Linked DNA regions of Mus musculus: all the other regions are linked to region 3. A link is a contact called in public HiChIP or PLAC-seq and Micro-C data. All regions are on one chromosome and are shown on one strand. Each heading gives the region's core, a stretch centred on a gene start, on an enhancer-like site or on the middle of the called end of the contact. The rest is flanking DNA. Distances are from core to core; before and after follow the strand shown. Region 1 has its middle 15 kb from the start of Nckap5los. Region 2 holds the start of Mcrs1 (microspherule protein 1). Region 3 holds the start of Cox14 (cytochrome c oxidase assembly protein 14).

What was found. Hi-C and Micro-C count contacts between places; a contact is called where the count stands out from the background. HiChIP or PLAC-seq counts read pairs in DNA pulled down with a chosen protein or histone mark.
Region 1: a Micro-C map of embryonic stem cells shows a contact between it and region 3, with 1.8 times the contacts expected there. The contact joins the enhancer-like site here to the promoter of Cox14 in region 3. A contact is called at or near these places in 1 of 39 promoter capture datasets (embryonic stem cells), 1 of 15 datasets of contacts at CTCF or cohesin (embryonic stem cells), 4 of 484 Hi-C or Micro-C datasets (cortical neurons, embryonic stem cells and liver) and 4 of 115 datasets of contacts at active chromatin or transcription factors (embryonic stem cells and pancreatic cancer cells).
Region 2: a contact with region 3 is called in an H3K4me3 HiChIP or PLAC-seq map of the 230-238 cell line, with 12 read pairs. The contact joins the promoter of Mcrs1 here to the promoter of Cox14 in region 3. A contact is called at or near these places in 1 of 39 promoter capture datasets (liver), 2 of 115 datasets of contacts at active chromatin or transcription factors (the 230-238 cell line and pancreatic cancer cells) and 1 of 9 other capture datasets (liver).

Annotation. Positions count from the first base shown.
Region 1 is chr15:99,415,713-99,419,169 of GRCm38.p6, reverse strand. No RefSeq gene overlaps it. Among named protein-coding and RNA genes, the nearest start is that of Nckap5los, 15 kb to the left of the region's middle. Within about 2 kb of position 1,974, at least 73 of the 459 cell types and tissues checked have an H3K27ac peak or open chromatin away from gene starts, as enhancers often do. A contact at or near this core is called in embryonic stem cells and pancreatic cancer cells, where this site is marked.
Region 2 is chr15:99,250,026-99,253,875 of GRCm38.p6, reverse strand. It overlaps Mcrs1 (microspherule protein 1), which reads left to right and starts at 1,915. Exons shown (of 15, transcript NM_016766.3): 1 at 1,915-2,014; 2 at 3,294-3,413. The coding sequence starts at 3,404. 1700120C14Rik (RIKEN cDNA 1700120C14 gene) reads right to left here and starts at 2,088. Exons shown (of 3, transcript NR_045627.2): 1 at 1,875-2,088.
Region 3 is chr15:99,723,833-99,727,308 of GRCm38.p6, reverse strand. Cox14 (cytochrome c oxidase assembly protein 14) reads right to left here and starts at 1,691. Exons shown (of 2, transcript NM_183256.3): 1 at 1,461-1,691. It overlaps Gpd1 (glycerol-3-phosphate dehydrogenase 1 (soluble)), which reads right to left. Exons shown (of 8, transcript NM_010271.3): 8 at 2,295-3,476. Gm16537 (predicted gene 16537) reads left to right here and starts at 2,835. Exons shown (of 3, transcript NR_155353.1): 1 at 2,835-2,992.

The DNA of each region.
Region 1 (3,457 bases), core at 725-3,224, 310 kb after region 3:
CCACACTGTGGCTCACAACCATCCGTAATGGGGTCTGATGTCCTCTTCTGGTTTGTGAAGACAGTGACAGTGTACTCACATAAAATAAATAATATCTAAATAAAAAATATAATATATATTTATAAGAAATATATAGAAGCCAGGCATAGTGGTGCACACTTTTAATCCCAGCACTTGGGAGGCAGAGGCAGGCAGATTTCTGAGTTCGAGGCCAGCCTGGTCTACAGAGTGAGTTCCAGGGCTGTGGTGGTCTACACCTCTAATCCCTGGTCTACCTCACAAGTTCCAGGACAGTCAGGGCTACACAGTAAGACCCTGTCCAAAAGAGAAAAGAAAGTAATGTGGTCTTAGTATTTTTAAGACTTTAGTTTGGATGCTTATTAGTTTTTTGAGACACAGTCGTGCTATGTAGCTCAGGCCTGACTCAGACTTGCCATTCCCCTGCCTCTGCTTCACCAGTGTGAGGCTCACAGGTGTGTATCACTAAGTTGTGTTTCTGAAGCGATGGCTTGTGTGAATGTTTCCAGTGTGGTATCATCTTGTCACTCTGCCACCTCAGGGGCAGCCATGTTTACAGTTTGCCCAGCAGACACTTTAAGCCTTTGATTTCATCCCTTAAGGGTAGAGGATGTGGGGGGGTCACCACAGATGGAGTTTTGGGGATACTTCCATCCCATCTTCACGGGGCTGGAGCCAGTGGAGGACGGAGGATGGGCGTCTCTGACACCAGACTTCAGAGAAAATGGGTTTTTGTGAGAGAGTATAGCAGGGGCACACACTGGTTTCAGGTCGAGAAAAGGAAAGTTGTAGGCTTAACCCAAGGGAAGCATTGCTGATGGGGGAACTGGGGTGGCGAGTGGAGGGCCAGTGGCGGTGATCTCTGGCTCCAGGGATAATACATAAGAACACTCACCCTTGACAGTGCGCCAGCACTACCTCGGGCGGCCATGTGTGTGGATACTCAGCTAATCCTCTATACAACCTCTTCATGTGGGTGATCCTGTTACCCGGGTCTGATAGGGTAGGGAGAGCCAGAACGTTTAAAACGTTAAAGCCTGTGTATAGATCAGCCGTGATTCAAGCCCAGACACGCCGGCTCCAGAGCACACTCAAAACGACACCAGATAACACTGGGGGGACTGAAGTGAGAGGACGGAGAGTTCCAAGCCAGCCACAACTACAAAGCCAGAGCAAGACCCCGCCCCACCCCACCCCGCCCCACCTACCACCAGGGCCCGAGAGCTGGGTCAGTAGTGCAGACTGAAGAGTCTCTTCCAGGAGACTCAGTAAGTCTGGTACACACGCTGGATGACTCCATCTCTGGGGAATCTGACACCTCTAGCCTCTCTAAGCACCTACACCCACGAGGAGCACACACACACACACACACACACACACACACATATTGGGGTAGTCACTCAGTGGTAGGACGTTTGTTTAGCAACAAAGTCCTGAGTTTGAAAAATGAAGAAGGAAGCCGGGCGTGATGGAACAAGCCTTTAATCCCAGCACTCAGGAGGCAGAGGCAAGCAGATTTCTGAGTTCAAGGCCAGCCTGGTCTACAAAGTGAGTTCCAGGACAGCCAGGGCTACACAGAGAAACCCTGTCTCAGAAAAAAAAAAAAGAAAGAAAGAAGGAAGGAAGGAAGGAAGGAAGGAAAGAAAGAAAGAAAGAAGGAAAGAAAGAAAGAAGGAAAGAAAGAAAGAAAGAAAGAAAGAAAGAAAGAAAGGGAAGGAAAGAAGAAGAAAGAAGGAAAGAAAAAGAGAAGAGAAGAGAAGAGAAGAGAAGAGAAGAGAAGAAAAGAAAAGAAAAGAAAAGAAAAGAAAAGAAAAGAAAAGAAAAGAAAAGAAAAAATGAAGAAGGAGAGGATGGAAGAAAAGAAAGCTTAGGCTGGGCTCCCACCCTACCCACCCCACCCTCATCCATCACCCCAACAAGCAAAGTGCGGGTGAGGAGAGACTGGGTGGTGAGCCAGAAGGATGAGGTGTGTTGTTAGCGGTGGAGTCTTGCCCATCTCATGCCAATGAAATGAGGCAGAGGTAAGAGCTGTCAAGGGGAGCGTGGGGGGTGGGGTGGAGTGGGGGTGGGGTATCTCAAAGTGATATGTGGAGGAGGAGCAACTGTGTGGGCCGAGGGAAAGCAGCTAGAGTCTTAGGGTGGAAGAGCCATCAAGAAATTAAATTTATCTTTTGTTTGTTTTGTTTTGTTTTGTTTTGAAACAGCGTCTCACTATGTAGCTGAGGATAGCCTTGAGTTCATGACAATCTTCCTGTCCCTACTGTGGCCTCTCCATGTCTGAAAGTGTTGGGTTGCCATATCAAGCCTTTCATTCTTTAAGCAAGAAAAAAAAAAAAACCAAACAAACAAACAAAAAAAAACTCCTTTCCCTCCACTTGAGAAAATGTTGCCAGTAGATGGCGCATGGGAGGCAGCTTCACGGTTTGCGGGGCTACACTGCCCTCGTGTGGCTATAAGAAGAAATACAGGGTGTCCTCCACCTCTTGACAGCTTTGGTAAGCCTTGGGTGAAGCCAGAGAATATGAATACCCTGTCCATCCCTGCCAGTTCTCCCCATCAGCCTTGCTTTCCGGGAGACACATTTCCTACTACCAGTTTCAACGTAGACGGGCTGTCAAGGCAGCTGAACTACTCTGAGCAAACTCTCGTGAAGGCATGACATCAGCGGGTGACCAGCCCATATCTGTCCTTCATCCCTGTCGAGTCTACAACAAACATTCACAGGGCACCCAATAGGTGGGAAGCACCGGGCAGCCTGTAGTGGACACTGAATGTGAATGGCGTTGTGGACCAGCGTGTGTATGGGGGGTGGGGGGGGGAGGGGGCTCAAGTGGTGAGATTCTGTCCCTCTGCTTTCCCCTCCCAAGTGCCCTCACTTTCTGGAAACCACAGGACAGAAATGCCTTCGGACGCATCTGAGTTGTTGCGTATGACATGGTTAATTTCCACACTGAAGATGTGCAGATGGTTTATTCAGTCAACAATGGAAGAATAACTGAATTGTTCCCAGTTTGGGGCTAATTAGAACTAAAACTGGAGCTGTGTTCACGAGGTAGAACCCCTGCCTAAAATGCACAAAGCCTGACCTGGGTTCAGTTTCCAACCCTGCATAAAAAAAAAAAAAAAACCGAGATGAGGTGGCAAGTGCCTGTAATTCCAGAACTGGCCAGAAGGGGGCAGGAAGATCAGAAGTTCAAAGTCATCCTTAGCTACATAGTGAGTTTGAGGCTAGCCTGGTCTATATGAGACTTTGTATCAAAATGAAAATAAGGAACTGGAGTGGCTGGAAAGGTTGCTCAGTGGTTAAGAGCACTGACTACTCTTCCAGAGGTCCTGAGTTCAAATCCCAGCAACTACATGGTGACTGGCATCCATCTGTGATGGGATCTGACGCCCTCTTCTGACATGCAGATAAGAGCACTAATATAAGAGAGAGAGA
Region 2 (3,850 bases), core at 666-3,165, 470 kb after region 3:
TAACTTAGATGGGAGACACACCCTAATTTCGAGTGACCTTGGGCTAGGGCTACAGACTGAACAGAAAGGAGAAAGCAGGCAGAACACCAATACTTCATCTCTCTGCACTTCCAAGTTCTGGACACAGCGTGAGCAATCACCCCACACTCCTGCCACCATGCCTTTCCTGCCATGATGTTTGTCCCCCTCACACCCCCAAAAACCCTGTGAGCTAAAATAACCCTTTCTTCTTTCAGGGTTTCCTTCTTTAAGGGTTTGCCTTTCCTAGGAGAAAAACATCTAACAAACATTGAACAGTACCCATCCAGCTCTTTACCAAACGATCCCTTGTTAGGGCTGTCCATGTGGCTTGGTGGGACAGAACTTGCCTGATAAGCAACAAGTATTTCACTCCTACTTAAAAACAAACAAACAAACAAACAAAAACTCTTTAAAGAAGAAAGCCCAATTAATTGTCATCTGTATAGATACTAAACCACACTATATTTTGCACAACCCACCAGACTGTGTCCTAGTTTGTTTTTAATTGCTGTGATCAAAACACTGTAACTAAAGGCGACCTGGGAAGCAAAGGGTCTATTTCATCTCATAACTTTCTTTTTTTTTTTTTAAGATTTATTTATTGGTTATATGTAAGTACACTGTAGCTGTCTTCAGACACTCCAGAAGAGGGAGTCAGATCTCGTTATGGATGGTTGTGAGCCACCACGTGGTTGCTGGGATTTGAACTCCAGACCTTTGGAAGAGCAGTCGGGTGCTCTTACCCACTGAGCCATCTCACCAGCCCCTCATCTCATAACTTTCAAGTCACTGTCTATTACCGAGGAAAGTTGGGGCAAGAACCTCAAGGCAGGCACTGCTTAGACCTCCCACATCTATCCAAACAAGAAAACACACCCCAGACTTGCCTACCAACCAGTCTGAAGGAGGCATTTTCTCAACTGAGCGCGAAGATTCTAGCTAGTTTCAAGTTGACAAACCTCTAACAAGCACACTGTATACCAGAAAACTTTGTTTTGGGAGCGATAAAGCAAATACATGCTCGTTAAATAAGTAACAGTATATTATGAAGAGAAGACTTGCAACTTGTCAGGGTCGTCCATTTGACACTTAAGTTCAGGATGTCAGGCACGCTGGGCAAACGCTCTTCCCGGAAGCTCCTCCAGCCAGAGCTGCTCCACTTTTGTGCCCCTCAAAGAAGGCATGAAAGAGCTATTAGAGCCCAGTCTCCCTAGCTTTCCCGGGCATCTCTCACGGCCCCAAAGTCTGGACGTCTCCTGTTCTCTGGGAACTAGTTCTTTCTTTCAAAACAGTTTCCTCAGGGAACACTGTCCTCTGAAAAGGATTCGGTTGGTTTGCTGGCTACCCACGACTGACCCCAGCAGTCTAGATGGAGTTCTTCTGGCGTAAGCAACTGGCGCCGCTCCTTCTAAGGAGTGTTTCCTTAGGAACGCGGCCACCATCCTGCATCTCCCCCTTAGACAGGAATTTTCGGGATCGTACTGTACGCCACAGTTAGAGCAAACTCTCCAACATGTTCCTCCAGTCCTGTGCTTAGCAAAGAGCCTGACCGAATCCCTTATCTGAAAACACTGGCAGATAAAACAATACAAGATTTGGTCCAGAGAGACCTACCAAGGTTAGTGCTAATTACGAATGCACGGCGGCCCCGCCCCTCCCAGCGTCGCCTGGGCGGGGTCTCAGCACAAGCCCCGCCCTCCCGCTGCGTTTTCCAACACGGAAACCTCCGCGGTTCCTATAATTAACACTGCCTGGTGCCTCCCTAAGCGCTTCTGCCAACCGGGAAAGCTGTATTTCCGGCTCCCCGCAAAATGGTTTCCACTAAGGCGCACGGCCACGCCCCTTCCACTTACGGGTCCAGGACGAACCGGAAGAGATCGTCCAACCCTTCGTTCGCAACCCGGAAGTAGATGTGTCTCACGGAAGCCGGCTTTGGCCCTGCGGCTCCTGCCGTCGCCGCGGAGAAATTGTTGGAGCTGGCAGCCTAGGAATGGTGAGACCCCGCGACTCGTCTCCTAGTGTTCTGAGTAGACCTGGAGGGTGAAGTGGAGTTTCCCAACGTGCCTCGGGGCACAACCCCACAACAAGATTTGGGGCCCCGCCCCGGTATCGCCCCGAAAAATCTGCGCATGCGTAAGTCCGATCAGGCCAGGCTCTGGCCTGCGGTGTTACGCATGCGCACAGGTGGCATGCTTGAGGTGGGATGAGAATTGTCTGGGAGTTGGTCCTGGTTCGCTACCACCGGCCTGTGGGCCTCAGAGCCAGATGGCGAGATCGATGCAGTAGTATGGAGCCGAAGAGTTGACTAAATTACCACTGCTCCCCAGAGTCCCTGAAACAGACCTGCACTGATCCCTCACCTTGGGGGTGCCCTGTCGGGAGGAGGGAAGGGAAGGAGGGCAAGCACTTTGCCTTAGTTGCTCGTGGGACTGGACACCTGCACCCCCCTTCTGTGGTACCCACGGAGCTGGTCGTGGAGCGTCCTTAAAGGCAGAGCCAGAACTTTGCTCTACGAGACGCCGGAGTCAGGAGGGGCGGGGCTGCCAAAGCGCTGGGTATTCATACAGTTCCCAAACCACGTTTGAATCGTCCGAAGGAACCACCCGCTTTAGTAAAAGCTGCAAATGGAAGGGAAAGCAAAAGGGTAGCGAGATAGTGGGATTCCATCTACCTTCCCAGGCTGTGGCCTGGGGGCAGGCTGGTGCTGCTGATTTGAGTAGACAGGCAAAGGAAAACAAATGAGTCAGGAATCCCTTGACCCTTTCTGGTTAACGTTCCAAATGCTTAATTTAGGATTCACTGGTAAAATTAAGAGAGATCTCTGAGCCTAATACGTTTTTTCCCACATCTTTTTATCATTCACACAAAGGCCTCAGTGACTCCCACATAGCTACTTATATTTTTTGTTTTTATTGTTTGGAGCAGAGGCTCACCATTATATAGATAGCCCTGGCTTGCTCTGTAGACGAGGCTGGCCTTAAAGTCAACAGAGATCCACCTGCCTCTACCTCTACCTCTACCTCTACCTCTACCTCTACCTCTACCTCTACCTCTACCTCTACCTCCGCCTCCACATGCTGGGATTAACTGTCAGAGCCATCAGACCAGGTAATAGCTACTAATGGTTAGGTGCAATTGAGAGTAGAGCTCTTTTGCCTCTTCCCACTACCTCAGACAGGGTGCACGAGTGCACGAGGATAAGGGATTGGTCAGTCAGTAGGTTTGGCCTGTTGGAAACCCGAGCCTGAGGGAGCCTTACCTCTCCTTCCCAGACTCTCTTCTCAGCATCCAAGCTCGCTTGGTCAGAACCCTTGGATGAGCCTGTGGGACCCTTCCTCCTAGCCCTGTGGTTTGGAGCCGGAGGCTTTGGGACTGTGAGAGGATGGACAAAGGTAGTGTGAGGCCCGGCCATCTCCCCAAGCTCTCGGGCGCCAGGCAGCCTCTGACTCTACCCCTTGCCTTGCACGAGTGTCTCTCGGTCTTGGCCCGGCAATGCCACCTACCACCCCCCTCCCCTGGGCCAGCACCACCCATGTGCCTCTCGGCAGAGCCACAATTGCCTCAGTTGCTGTGGAGCTTCTGCTCTTTGGCACAATGCATTTTGATAGCCAAGGGAGCAGTTATGCTCAGAGCCCACCCCGTGTGTCGGCCTCATCAGCCTGACCTGAGCACCTGTGCTGCACCCCATGACCCGTGGCACCAGGAGGTCTGAGCCCGGATGGGATCTGGATGGCCAAGGAGGAATGCCTGCCTCAAAGACCAAGCCTCAGGGAGGCCGGGCAAGGGCTGAGGGGCTGACACAAGGGTCCGTGCACAGAGGTCACCCTTT
Region 3 (3,476 bases), core at 442-2,941:
AAAAAAGAGTTAAGCATGGCAGTTTCAGAGCTCTGACTCAAAACATCTACACCCGAGGTACAGAAGGCCGGAAACAGGTGTATATGATGCGATGCCATCAGAGCTAACACAGGCTCTCCTTATTTGTGCTTAAAAAGTGACCAGCCGGGGCTGGAGAGATGGCTCAGTGGTTAAGAGCACTGACTGCTCTTCCAGAGGTCTTGAGTTCAATTCCCAGCAACCACATGGTGGCTCACAACCATCTGTCATGGGATCCAATGCCCTCTTCTGGTGTGTCTGAAGACAGCTATAGTGTATTCATATACATAAAATCCAGAAATAAATCTCTTTAAAAAAAAAAAGTGACCAGCCCACCCAGACTATACTAGGAATCAAACCTGGGTCCTCTGGAAGAACAGCAAGGCTCTTAACTGCTGAGCCATCTCTCCAGCCTCAGAACCATATTTTAATCAGGCTACTTATTGTGGTAGTGAAATTCTCCCGAGAGAGGACCTGAAGATAGACTTGAGGATGTGTGTGTCTGGGGGATCCTGCCTGTAGAGTGCCAGAGTCACTTCGCCCTGGTGAAAAGCTAATTTCACCTTGTTCACTGATAGAGAAGATTTGAGTATGATTTAAAGTGGGATGTAACTCAGTGTAGCAGGCACAAAGCCAGAGGTTCAGTCCCCAGAACTGCATTAAACAGAGCATGTGGTATATGCTGGAAATCCCAGCACTCAGGATGTGGACATGAGACCCTGTCAAAAACAAAAAACAAAAAAACGGGGGGGGGGTGTGAAACAAAAAGAAGCAAATCCGAGATAACCTCAAAAACAAACAATAAAACCCTGAAGTTAGAAGCCCAGATACAAGGATTAACTTTGGAAATAAAAGAAACTCTTGAGACTGGCAGAAGGTTTTCATCTGATGGGCATCCTTTACAAAACAAATAAGGATCAAAGCCCTAAAACCACCCCAGCTTCTGTCATTTAGCCCTCTTTGGAGAGACTTGGTGTCCGCAGAAAACAACTTCTGACTAACGGAGCCCAGAAAGGTAAGCTATGAACCCCATATTCTGTAGGATCAGAGAAGGTGGTGAGGACCTCAGAGAAATAAGTGGCTTTGAGGGACCGTGAGGAGCTTTGGGGTTGAGGCGAGCAGTTTCAGAAGGGAGGACAGCCAGGCCGCAGTCACACCAGGAAGGCGGTCGGACTATGACAGCCGGGGAGCCAGCAGGGGCTAGCACAGCGCAGGGACTAGGAGCCGCGCGCTCTCAAGGGCACAGGCCGAGGACGCGCGGTGCGGGACACAGGGGAGCGGAGGGGAGCGCGGTGCGGGGCACAGGGGACAGCAGGGACTCGGAACGGGGAGCAGGGGAACAGCGTGAAAAGCGGCGACACGGGGAGCAGGGGGCGCGGTGCGCCGAGCAGGAGAGCGTGGGGGGAGGGCGAGTGCGCTTGGCCGTCCGGCCCGCGGCCTACCTGGAGGCTGCAACTCGGCCGCGTCAGAGCGATGCCTGCTCAGTCTGCCACTCGCAGAGTCGCGCGGCCGCCGCAGGGCAGGAAGAGGCAGTCACCAACGCGCAGCTCCTCAGCCACTGGTGCTCAGCCCCGCTCCGGACCCGACACCCCCTGCGAAAACTCGCCCACTAAAGCGAGAGCCAGCCTTGAACTTCCGGCTTCTACCTCTCTCTTACGCACGCTCAGTCTAGCCTTCCTCTCGGAAAGGCCCATTGAATTCTGGGGGGTGTGGTTCTGGTCCATCAAGAGCGCTCCTTGGAAAACGGGAAAAATTTTAGCTCAGAATTAGCCAATCCGCAGTCTAAGTTCAGTGACGTAAACTGTAGCTAGGTAGATCCTCGGAATTCTCCAGCGATGGGCCTAGCGCCCCCTACCGCCTGGAGCGGCCCTTTACAGGGTGATCCGGAGGAACCGACCTTAGCTGGACCAGCACTAGTGAGGCCACAGAATGGGTGTAGGGGGTGAGTCGGGGGATGGGAGGGTGACTCGCTAATATTTCTGCCTTGTGCGCGACCTCCTCGTAGGCAGGCAACGTGACAGACCCTGTAAGAAGCGCTGGGAAGACTGGCTGACAGCTTGGGTGGAAGAGGGGATACGAAGCACAAAAGGGGACGGGGGTGGGGTGGGGGGGTGGAGGTGGGGGCTGTGAGCAGAGTGGACGCCAATGCCGATTGATGCCCGAGTGTGGCTGCTATTAAACAAGGATGATTTTTTCCACTTCTTGTCTTACATTGAGTAAAACATGCATGCAGTGATACATGACCCCACACACTGCCACATAAACTCCCCCAACTCTTCCAGTTTCTGGAAAAACCACACTTTATTGGGTAGACAAGTGGCCTGACAGAAGACCTCAGATTCACAGTTGACTGACTGAGCAAACATAGGTTAAGGTGTTGGAATCTGTCTGCATCCCGCCCCAGTCTCCCGGGGAACAGCTCTGAATTGAGTCATGCGTGGGAGGGTTCCAGCCCAGTCGGGATCGATGACAGGGCCCCCCCTCTTCCCCTTACCCGACAGCTCTGACCTTCACTAAGACGGAATTCTTAAAGGCTAGGAGCAGAGAGGGACCTGGCACCTTAATGTGTTAGTTTAATATCAAGCTGGCCAGAGCCACGGTGTCCCAGTTGCTGCCACACAGGAAATGGAGACCCCTGGTGGAGAGAGAAACCTCCAGCTATTTATAGCTAGCGCTCCAGGCTGCTGATCTGTGACATTCTCTTGCTGCCACCCAACTTTGGAACAGGGCCAGTGCAAAGCAGTCTCCCATCCCCCTCTGATCTCCCTCACCCCAGGGCAGGCAGTTTTCAATTGTCCTTCCCTCGAGTTCCCCAGCTCCTGAGGTGTGTGGGTCCGATCTCGCGAGGACCTTGTTCTGTTCCGAGGACAGCTGGCCTTGGACTAGGACCCACCAACCCTTGTGGAAACCTACTGAACCTTTGAGCTGCTCCTTAGTTCTAAGCCTACAGATGCCGGGTGGCCTTCCAGGCTGGGTGAGAACGACTTGGGCAAAAGGAAAGGGCAGAGTCAAGAATATGGGCTGACAGCCCTGAGGACGATAAACTATAAATCCTACATTCTGTTAGACGTGAAGTTGGTGGTGACTGCAGAGAGAAGCGGCCTTGTGGGGAGGACCCTGAGAAGAAAGGTCAGCAGTAGGAGGGGCTGGCCGGGGCCGGAGCTCCTGACTGGGGAGGTGGACAAATAGGAAGGTCAGGGGAGCCTGAGCCATCTGAGCCTGCTGTGAAAAGAGTGTAGCTCTGTCAGCAGATTAGATTCCTGCTCCCCAAAGAGGGTGCTGGCAGCTGGGTGCAGGCAAGGGAAAGCTGGGAAAGGTCACACAGGGTGGGGAGGCCCTGACAAAGCTCCAGGAACCAGGAAGTCTCTGGGAAGAATGGAGCGCCCCAGGGCCAGAGATGCCTGTGGAGAGCAACTCTTGTGCCAGAGTAGCCTGGGGGAGGGGGAAGTAGAGGCTTC